Regions from separate parts of the Sus scrofa genome. Here region 1 is linked to region 2. Evidence: chromatin contacts called from public HiChIP or PLAC-seq data. All regions are on one chromosome and are shown on one strand. Each heading gives the region's core, a stretch centred on a gene start, on an enhancer-like site or on the middle of the called end of the contact. The rest is flanking DNA. Distances are from core to core; before and after follow the strand shown. Region 1 holds the start of FAM166B (family with sequence similarity 166 member B). Region 2 holds the start of CCDC107 (coiled-coil domain-containing protein 107).

Region 1 (4,434 bases), core at 1,881-4,380, 56 kb before region 2:
AGGGAGGGGTCCGCTGCACCCCCAGCAGAAAGTGAGGAAGGAGCCTCAGAACCTTCACCTGGGGGCATCAAGTGGGGACACCTCTTTGGGTCCCGGAAGGCTCAGCGGGAGGCCCGGCCCACAAACAGGTGAGAAACAGCCCATGGTGTAGGTTGAGGGAGTCGGGAACCTGACCTAAGTCAGGGCATAGACAGACCCAGAGACCCGGCTGCTATCCCCTAGGCTACCCTCGGACTGGCTGAGCCTGGACAAGTCCATGTTCCAACTAGTGGCACAAACGGTGGGTGCCCGCCGGGAACCAGAGCCCAAGGAGAGCCTACAGGAGCCACACTCTCCAGCCCTGCCTTCCAAATCTCCATGGTGAGCCCTGGGAGACAGAGGGATTTGGGGGCTGGGTTTAGCTTTGGGTGGGGTTTCTCTGACTTCCATTTGTTGTTTCCCCAGCGAGGTGAAGGCACTGTGCCACCACCTGGCCACAGGCCCTGGACAGCTGAGCTTCCGCAAGGGAGATATCCTACGGGTGCTGGGGCCAGCCGGAGGAGACTGGCTGCGCTGCAGCCGGGGCCCTGACACCGGCCTGGTGCCTCTGGCCTATGTGACTTTGACCCCAACTCCAAGTCCAACCCCTGGAAGCAGCCAAAACTGAGGCCCTGTGCATGTTGGTGGCCTCAGGGACCCTCACGACCCCTAGACTCATAGCCTGAGAGCCCTTCCCAAGCCCTCTGGCTTGGTTACAGAGAGTAGACCAAGAGCTAGGGGCCACATATCCCTGTGCTCAGTATTAATAACTCCTCTTTAACTGTCCCAGTGACTCCGTCCAGACCTCCACCCAGGAAGGAGGGGAGGGGCGCAGCACTGGGCTGCCAGAATTTCCCCAGCACATCCCTATGGGGGGAGGTGACCAGAAGGCCCATTTGCAGGGTTCCCTAGGCCAAGTGGTGAGGAGGATGGAAGACAGTATTAGGGCCAGCCCCCTAAGCCTCCAGCTGTAAATAGGCTGTGGCCAGTGCTGGTGGTCAGAAGAGGGAGGAGGAGCCCAGGCTTCTGTTTATGTATTTATTTATTTATTTATTACACCTATTAATAAAAAAGGTGCTCGGCCTCCAAACCATTCTCTCTTTGTGCCTCCTCCCACCCTTCAGCCCATCTTTCTTCTTTACAAAAGGATGGCTGGGATAGGATGAAAAGGGAAGAGAGAACTTGAAGTCCAGGTACCTATGCCAGGAGCTGCTTCTGGAGGGTGCTGAGGCCCAGAGCATCATGGGTGAGATGCCCATATGTGCGGCCAAACTGGAACTTATACCCTGTGTGGTGAAAAGAATCTGTCATTTATAGCCGGAGGCCGAGAAGTTATTTCTCAGCCAGCTACCAAGAACCTTCAAGCTACCCTCCAAAATCTGATCCTAATCCCAACTAGGAGCTACAGCAGTTTCCTTATCTCCGCAATGATAAAGCTGAACCACGTGATCCAAGGTCCCCCGTATCTACTGGTACCAACCCCCAAACCACCTCCATCTATCACACACACGCAAATATTCCAGTCCCCAAAGCCTCCCTCTGAGATTTGCCTTACCTGGCACATACCCCCCATATTTAGGCAAAAGGCCTAGGTTATGAGGGTAGGTCCTGGAAAGTGGAGGAAGATGTTTAGGATCCTTCTGGGATCTGCCCTGTGACTTCATCTGGTCAAATTCCTGCAGTGCCTGGTTGCTGAGCACAGGAAAGCTGGAGCCAAAGAGGAAGCGGGCACGGGGCACATAACCAGTGAAGCCTAGGGGGTTGGAGGGGGAATACTAAGCCAGGACCTCCTGAGCACCGCCCGCCCCATGCCTTTGGTCGTTACCTACAACTTCTCACCTGACATGAAGAACTTTCGAGGATCTCTGTCATCCATAGAATAAGGGGAAGCCTTGTGAGAAGTTAATAGAAGAAAAACATGACTATCAAATTCAGCCCCTGGGCTGGAACACAAGCTCCCAGGGAGGTGGAGCTGGCAGTCTAGCCCTCGTCCCTGTACCCACAGCCATACTACTCACGGTCACCCCAGGCCTGGCCACAGAGAGGTAAGGCTTCCAACTCCCACCCCACTGTACTCCCCTCAGCCTTCTTGGCCTTACTTGCTCCACCTCCTGCCCCAGCTCTGGCTCGTTTTCCGCCTCCACCTCTGCCTCCAGCTTTGGCTGTTGGTCTTTCTCCATGTCTTTTTCTCCCTTGGCCTCCTTTGGTAGCTCCTGACTCCCTTGTCCCCCATACCACTGAGTAAAATCATTCAGAGCTTCAGCCCAGACCTGGTTGCAGTTCTTGGCAAAGATGAACTGTGCCTGGGGTACAAAACCTAGGCGGGCAGGGGATAAGGAAAATTTCTGTTAGTGTGGGGGACCCTTGTTCTAGGTTGGGGGTACCTGTTCATACCTGTGTACAAACCTGTATACCCAGGGATCATGCTGGAGCTGAGCCTTTCATGTCCACGCCTGACAGGCAGGCTTCTCCTGGGAATCTCAGGAGATCTTGGAGACCGAATGGGAGGCAGAAGTGTGCGATGGGCAGGGGGCCACGCTAGGCCAGGAGAGCCGCGAAGTAGCTGACCAGTTGTCTGCCCGTAGGTCTGACCCATGCTGAACCGAAGTAGTGGGCAGTGTCCGGTGTACCTGTAGCACAAGTCTCACCCACTCACCTCCAGAATCCCCTGGCCTCACCGTCCCCAGAGATGGGAACAGAGACCTCTCACTCCCAGATCATTTCTGGACTCAGCTGTGTGTATATTTGGAGCAGGCATTTCTTAGTTCTTTGTCTGTGTTTTCAACCCTTCCCCTCTACTGTTACCCTGTTACCGTGGAGAACACAACACAAAGCTTCATGGTAAGCCTGGCTACTCCTATTCCCTTGCTTTTCCTTTTCCATCCAACATAGATGTCCCGGCCCTAAGCCTCCCACGCCATCATGTCCACTTCACCCCCAGGTGGCACAGTTCCTGTATCCTTACCCTTATTCCCAGAAGCTAACAGGGGTGTGCTCTGGGTAGAAGTCTTACCCTGGGATATAATGTGGGTTCTTAGGGTTCAGCCCTGGTATGAAGGTGCTAGCCATAGTCATGGGAACCCAGTCAGTTCGTTTTGTTTCTCTTTGAGCTAAGCCTCTGGGCTGTGTGTACTGACTGTGTCCAGGGCGGTGAGGTGGAGCCAGAGGCAGGAGGCGGGGCTCAGGGAGGAGAGGAGAGGGAGCACCAGTGGGATGACTGCCAGGGCCCAGGCCTGCGGGACAGGAGAGCAGAGGCTCACGGGTCTGTCTGTCCCAGAGCAAATACAGTCCTGCCACCTGGGGGCAGGGAGAAGACTTGAGTACAGCTGCGGCACTCCAGGGCCCAAGAAAGCCCTGAAGTGGGAGGTGGGAGAACTAAAACTGTAGGTCCATTGAGCTCTGTCTCAAAAGAGAGCCCTTCCTTCTTAAGCCCTTGTCTGAGCACCTCCCTGAGGAGATGTGGATTCTACTCTTTGTGAGTTTTGGTGGAAGGTGATAGAGTTCCTACGAAAGCCCAGAGGGGAGATTATAGGGGGAGAAAAGGAACCTAGAGAACTCTAGGCAGTGACATTGTTTATTTTCAATAATATAATTTGACAAGAATTACTACTATAGTCCAGATCATCATCTATTCAACAAATATGCCCTGCTCTGCCAGGCACACTCTACAGTGGCAGAGTCTGAATGGCTAAGCTCCATATGACTAGGACAAGTCGTTTAGTATCTCTGAACCCTACTCTCTTCAATTATAAAATGCAGATAGTACCATTCACCCTGTTATTGTCGTGAGACTCAACTTAATGTATGCAAATATGTTTTGTAGCAATAAACAGGGTAGAGCAAAGTACACAGGTGTGAAGTCAGGCAGTCATGCGTTCCAAATAGCTTGTGACCTTGAGCCAAACTACCTTCTTTGAACAAGGTGACTTCTTCTGAACCTGAAATGCCTAAACTTTTTTTTTTTTTTTTTTTTTTTTTTTTTACTGCAACCATGGCATGTTGAAGTTCCTGGGCCAGGGATTGAATCTGCACTGTACTTGGGACCTGGGCCACAGCTGTGGCAACACCAGATCCTTAACCTGTTGCACCACATAGGAACTTCCTGAAATCCCCAAACTCTTAACATCCCTAAACTCTTAACTCTTAAATCCCTAATCCCTTAACTCTGTGGCAACACCAGATCCTTAGCCTGCTGCACCACATAGGAACTTCCTGAAATCCCTTAACTCTTAAACTCTTAACTCTTAAAATAGCCTAGCCTAACCTACCAAGGTGCTGTTAAGAATAAGGTCAGGAATTCCCATTGTGGCTCAGTGGGTTAATAACCCAGCATAGTGTCTATGAGCATGCATGTTGGATCCTTGGCCCCAACCAGTGGGTTAAGGATCTGGAGTTGCTGCAACCTGAGGCGTAGGC
Region 2 (4,092 bases), core at 560-3,059:
ATTCTGGGCTTTCTATCCTGTTCCACTGATCTATATGTCTGTCTTTGTGCCAGTACCTTATGGTTTTGATGATTGTTGCTTTGTAGTATAGTCTGAAGTCAGGGAGCCTGATTCTTTCAGCTCCATTTTTCTTTCTCAGGCTATCTTTGGCTATTCTGGGTCTTTTGTGCTTCCAAACAAACTTTAAACTATTTTGTTCGAGTTCTGTGAAAAACGTCCTTGGTAATTAGATAGGGATTGCATTGAATCTGTAGATTGCCTTGGGTAGTATAGTCATTTTGATAGCATTGAGTCTTCCAATCCAAGAGCATGATATGTCTTTCCATCTATTTGTGTCATATTTGATTTCTTTCATCAGTGTCTTATTGTTTTCAGAATACAGGTATTTTGTCTCTTTAGGTAGGTTTACTCCTAGGTATTTTATTCTTTTGGATGCAATGGTAAATGGGATTGCTTCCCTAATTTCTTTCTGATCTTTCATTGTTAGTGTATAAAGATGCCGTTGATTTCTGCAACATCTTCTCAGATCCACCTCTTAGAGTAATGTCAGTAAAAACAAAACTAGGAGTTGCCATCGTGGCGCAGTGGTTAACTAAATCCGACTAGGAACCATGAGGTTGCAGGTTCGATCCCTGGCCTTGCTCAGTGGGTTAAGGATCCAGCATTGCTGTGAGCTGTGGTGTAGGCCGGTGGCTACAGCTCCAATTCGACCCCTAGCCTGGGAACCTACATATGCCGCGGGAAGCGGCCCTAGAAAAAGGCAAAAAAAGATTTTTCTCCCATTTGTAAAGACATGGAAACAACCTAGATGTCCATCGACAGAGGAGTGGATCAAGAAGATGGGGTACATATACACAATGGAATATTACTCAGCCATTAAAAGGAACGAAATACTGGCATTTTTAGCAACATGAATGGACCTAGAAATGATCATGCTAAGTGAAGTCAGTCAGACACTGAGACACCAACATCAAATGCTTTCACTGACATGTGGAATCTGAAAAAAGGACAGAATGAACTTCTGTGCAGAACAGATATTGACTCACAGCCTTTGAAAAACTTAAGAGTTTGCAAGGGAGACAGTTGCGGGGGGTGGAGGATGTGCTGGGGTTGTGGGCTGGAAATCCTATAAAAATGGATTGTGACGATCATTGTACAACTATAAATGCAATAAATCCATTGAGCAATAATTTTTTTTTCTTTAAAAAAAATAAATAAATAACCACCTTGTTACCTTCCAGAAAGGATTAAAATCAGCCGTGCTGAGAATGAGCCCCGTGTGGTTGGTGCGCGGAAGCGCACTGCCTGTGTAACTATTTCGGCTGACGGATGACATCCCTGCCACACGCCGCTCGGCGAAATCGCTTCTTAGCGGATTAACCGTGAGGTGCAGGGACAGTCTACGTGCAGGCGCACGTGGCACTCTCTGCCTTAGGTCCGGGGACTTTCCCCTAGGCGTAAATAAGGAACTAGTCCCTCGTTTGTAGCCTAGGAAACAGGCCTTCAGCACGAGCTTCACTGGTGGGTGGGCTCCTGTAACCTTTTATAGCTGGAAGAAAAAATTTATTTTATGATTAGGGTGAGGATGTGGACTAGTGTGGGAAACCACTTTATCGCATACTCTTCTAAGGTTGTAAGCTTCTGGACACTTTCTGGCTAACCGAATCCCTAAATGGAGATAAGAAATGAACTAATTTCTAAAATAAACTAAGCTGGGCTCCCGGTCCTATGCAAATAAATCCTGGCCCCGCCCATACGCTAGGTGGGCGTGACCTTCCAGGGAGGCCCGGAGCGGAACGGGCTCCAGGGCGCGCGTGCGCGTGCGCATGGGCGCGTGCGGCCAACGCCGGCTCCTCCCAGGTTCTCCTGTAGTCCGCCTGCAATGGCTAGCGTGGTCTCGCTAGCGGGTGCGGTGGGGCTGCTACTTATGTCTGCGCTGCCCGAGGTCCTCGGAGACCGCTCCAGCCCCGACCGCCCGGCACACCCAGGTACCACCGAGGTCTGTTAGAGGGAGGCAGGGACTGCCTACCGGCCCCAACCCCCAGCTCTACTGACCCGCCTCTGCCCTCCTCAGGAGACGCCGCCCAGGTCGGCCCCGAGGCCACAGAACTCCGGCGGCGGTCGCCGCCGCCCAAGGATCAGCGCGACCCAGCTCGAGCCGGGGCGTTGCCCTTGGGGGCGCTGTACACCGCGGCCGTCGTGGCTTTTGTGCTGTACAAGTGTTTGCAGGTGCGGGACGACGAGAGGAGGGAGGGGATGCCCGGGTTCTGAATCTCCCGTTGGGTCCCTATGGTACCAAGAACAAGACTCATTTTCCTGTCCATCTGTAAAGTGAAGACCTGAGTCCTCTGGGTTTCCAGCCTTATGAGATTATTTTGAGTAGCTATCGAGGTGAATGGCACTTGATAAATTGTAAATAAATAATGACCATCCCATTTAATCCTCCCATCAATCCAATGTAGGGGTTAGTCACTTGCTCAAGGTCACCCAGAGCTAGTAACTGGTGGAACTGGGACTTGAACCCAGCGACTGTCCATACTACAGTGAGTGCGGTTCCTGGTAAGATTCCAACCTTGGCACGAGCAGCTGATTACTTAGCCAAAGTGTTTTTAGAGTTCGAGGTACCAAGCAGTCTCAAGTTCTTGGGAAGGAGGCTCTGAAATGTGAACTGATAGTACATTTTGGTAGATTCAAACTGTTGAAATGGAACGTAGTACCTCCCAGGGCTCTGACTTTAGCCGTATCACTTAATTGCATTGGGAAATAGAGGGCTGAGCCAATTTGGAGATAGGAAACTAGGAAGGATAGCTAACCATGATTCATAATAAGACTGGACAAGCTAGGATGAGGGCTGGACAAGCTAGGATGAGGGACTGAATATAATGATGAAATTCAACATAGATAGATAATACTTTTTTTTTTCTTTTTTTTTTTTTTGTATTTTCCAGGGCCACACCCTCAGCATATGGAGGTTCCTGGGCTAGGGGTCTAATCGGAGCTGTAGCCTTCAGCCTACGCCAGAGCCGCAGCAACACCAGAACCGCAGCAACCCCAGATCTGAGCTGAGTCTGCGACCTACACCACAGCTCACGGCAATGCCGGATCCTTAACCCACTAAGTGAGGCCAGGGATCGAACCTGCAACCTCATGGTTCCTAGTCAGATTTGCCAATGGCTGAGCCACGAGGGGAACTCCAGATAATAAATTCTATTCTTGGACCCAAATATAGTCTGGAAGAAACATAATTTAACAGCAATTTATTGATTAATGAGGTTCAGTTGTGTGATGTGACAGCCCACTTCCCAAATCAATGCTAGGAAGAAGGTATTTTGTTCTTTATCTTCTGATTAGAACCCTGCGGGGGAATTCTATTGAGGGCACAACTTTAAGAGCACTATATCCTTTTTTTTTTTTTTTTTTTTGCTTTTTTTGCTTTTTAGGGCCGCACCCAAGGCATGTGGAGGTTCCCAGGCTAGGGGTCGAGTAGGAGCTACAGCTGCTGGCCTACAGCATAGCAATGCAGAATCCAAGCAGCATCTAGGACCTACACCACAGCTCAGGGCAACGCCAGATCCCACTGAGCGAGGTCAGGGATCAAACCTGCAACCTGATGGTTCCTAGTCGTGTTCGTTAACCACTGAGCCACGAACTCCCAGCACGATATACTCTTTAAACAAATCAGAGTAAAACTACCAGAGAAAACCATGTTAAATGAGCATTGACCGAGAAAGACTGGCACTATTAAACCAGAGAAGACATGAGAAAGGGGGTAGGGGGATATCGTGTTGAAAAGATATGATTTTGGAAGGCTCTGATCAGCACCATAATCAGATACATGAAGGACAGTTTTTGGCACTGTATGTAAATTAATAACCAGAGCTTTATCAAACTGGAGAAAACTGCTCCTTCCTGGAGGTGTTTCAGTAGACTGAATGACCATTTTTTGGGGTTACTGACATGTTGCTTCCTGACCTGGGTAAGGAGCTAGACTAGATGTGATTGTGATTCTCTGAGGTTAAAAACTCACTTGCTTTTGCTGCCTGAAATTCTCCTCCTCCTATTGGCTCTGGAAACTGAGGTTATGGAGAACTG

Evidence for each region. HiChIP or PLAC-seq counts read pairs in DNA pulled down with a chosen protein or histone mark.
Region 1: an H3K27ac HiChIP or PLAC-seq map of skeletal muscle shows a contact between it and region 2. The contact joins the promoter of FAM166B here to the promoter of CCDC107 in region 2. A contact is called at or near these places in 1 of 5 promoter capture datasets (liver), 6 of 47 Hi-C or Micro-C datasets (blood, epiblast stem cells, liver and 1 more) and 2 of 2 datasets of contacts at active chromatin or transcription factors (alveolar macrophages and skeletal muscle).

Annotation. Positions count from the first base shown.
Region 1 is chr1:236,321,851-236,326,284 of Sscrofa11.1, forward strand. It overlaps FAM166B (family with sequence similarity 166 member B), which reads right to left and starts at 3,131. Exons shown (of 6, transcript NM_001243630.1): 1 at 3,032-3,131; 2 at 2,425-2,648; 3 at 2,118-2,335; 4 at 1,858-1,909; 5 at 1,574-1,771; 6 at 1,043-1,304. The coding sequence starts at 3,093. The coding sequence ends at 1,216. RUSC2 (iporin) reads left to right here. Exons shown (of 12, transcript XM_001927812.5): 10 at 1-128; 11 at 223-360; 12 at 445-1,108. The coding sequence ends at 646.
Region 2 is chr1:236,378,763-236,382,854 of Sscrofa11.1, forward strand. CCDC107 (coiled-coil domain-containing protein 107) reads left to right here and starts at 1,810. Exons shown (of 6, transcript XM_005660223.3): 1 at 1,810-1,988; 2 at 2,075-2,229. The coding sequence starts at 1,883. It overlaps LOC106509199 (a long non-coding RNA gene), which reads right to left. Exons shown (of 2, transcript XR_001306517.2): 1 at 4,028-4,092; 2 at 1,248-1,549.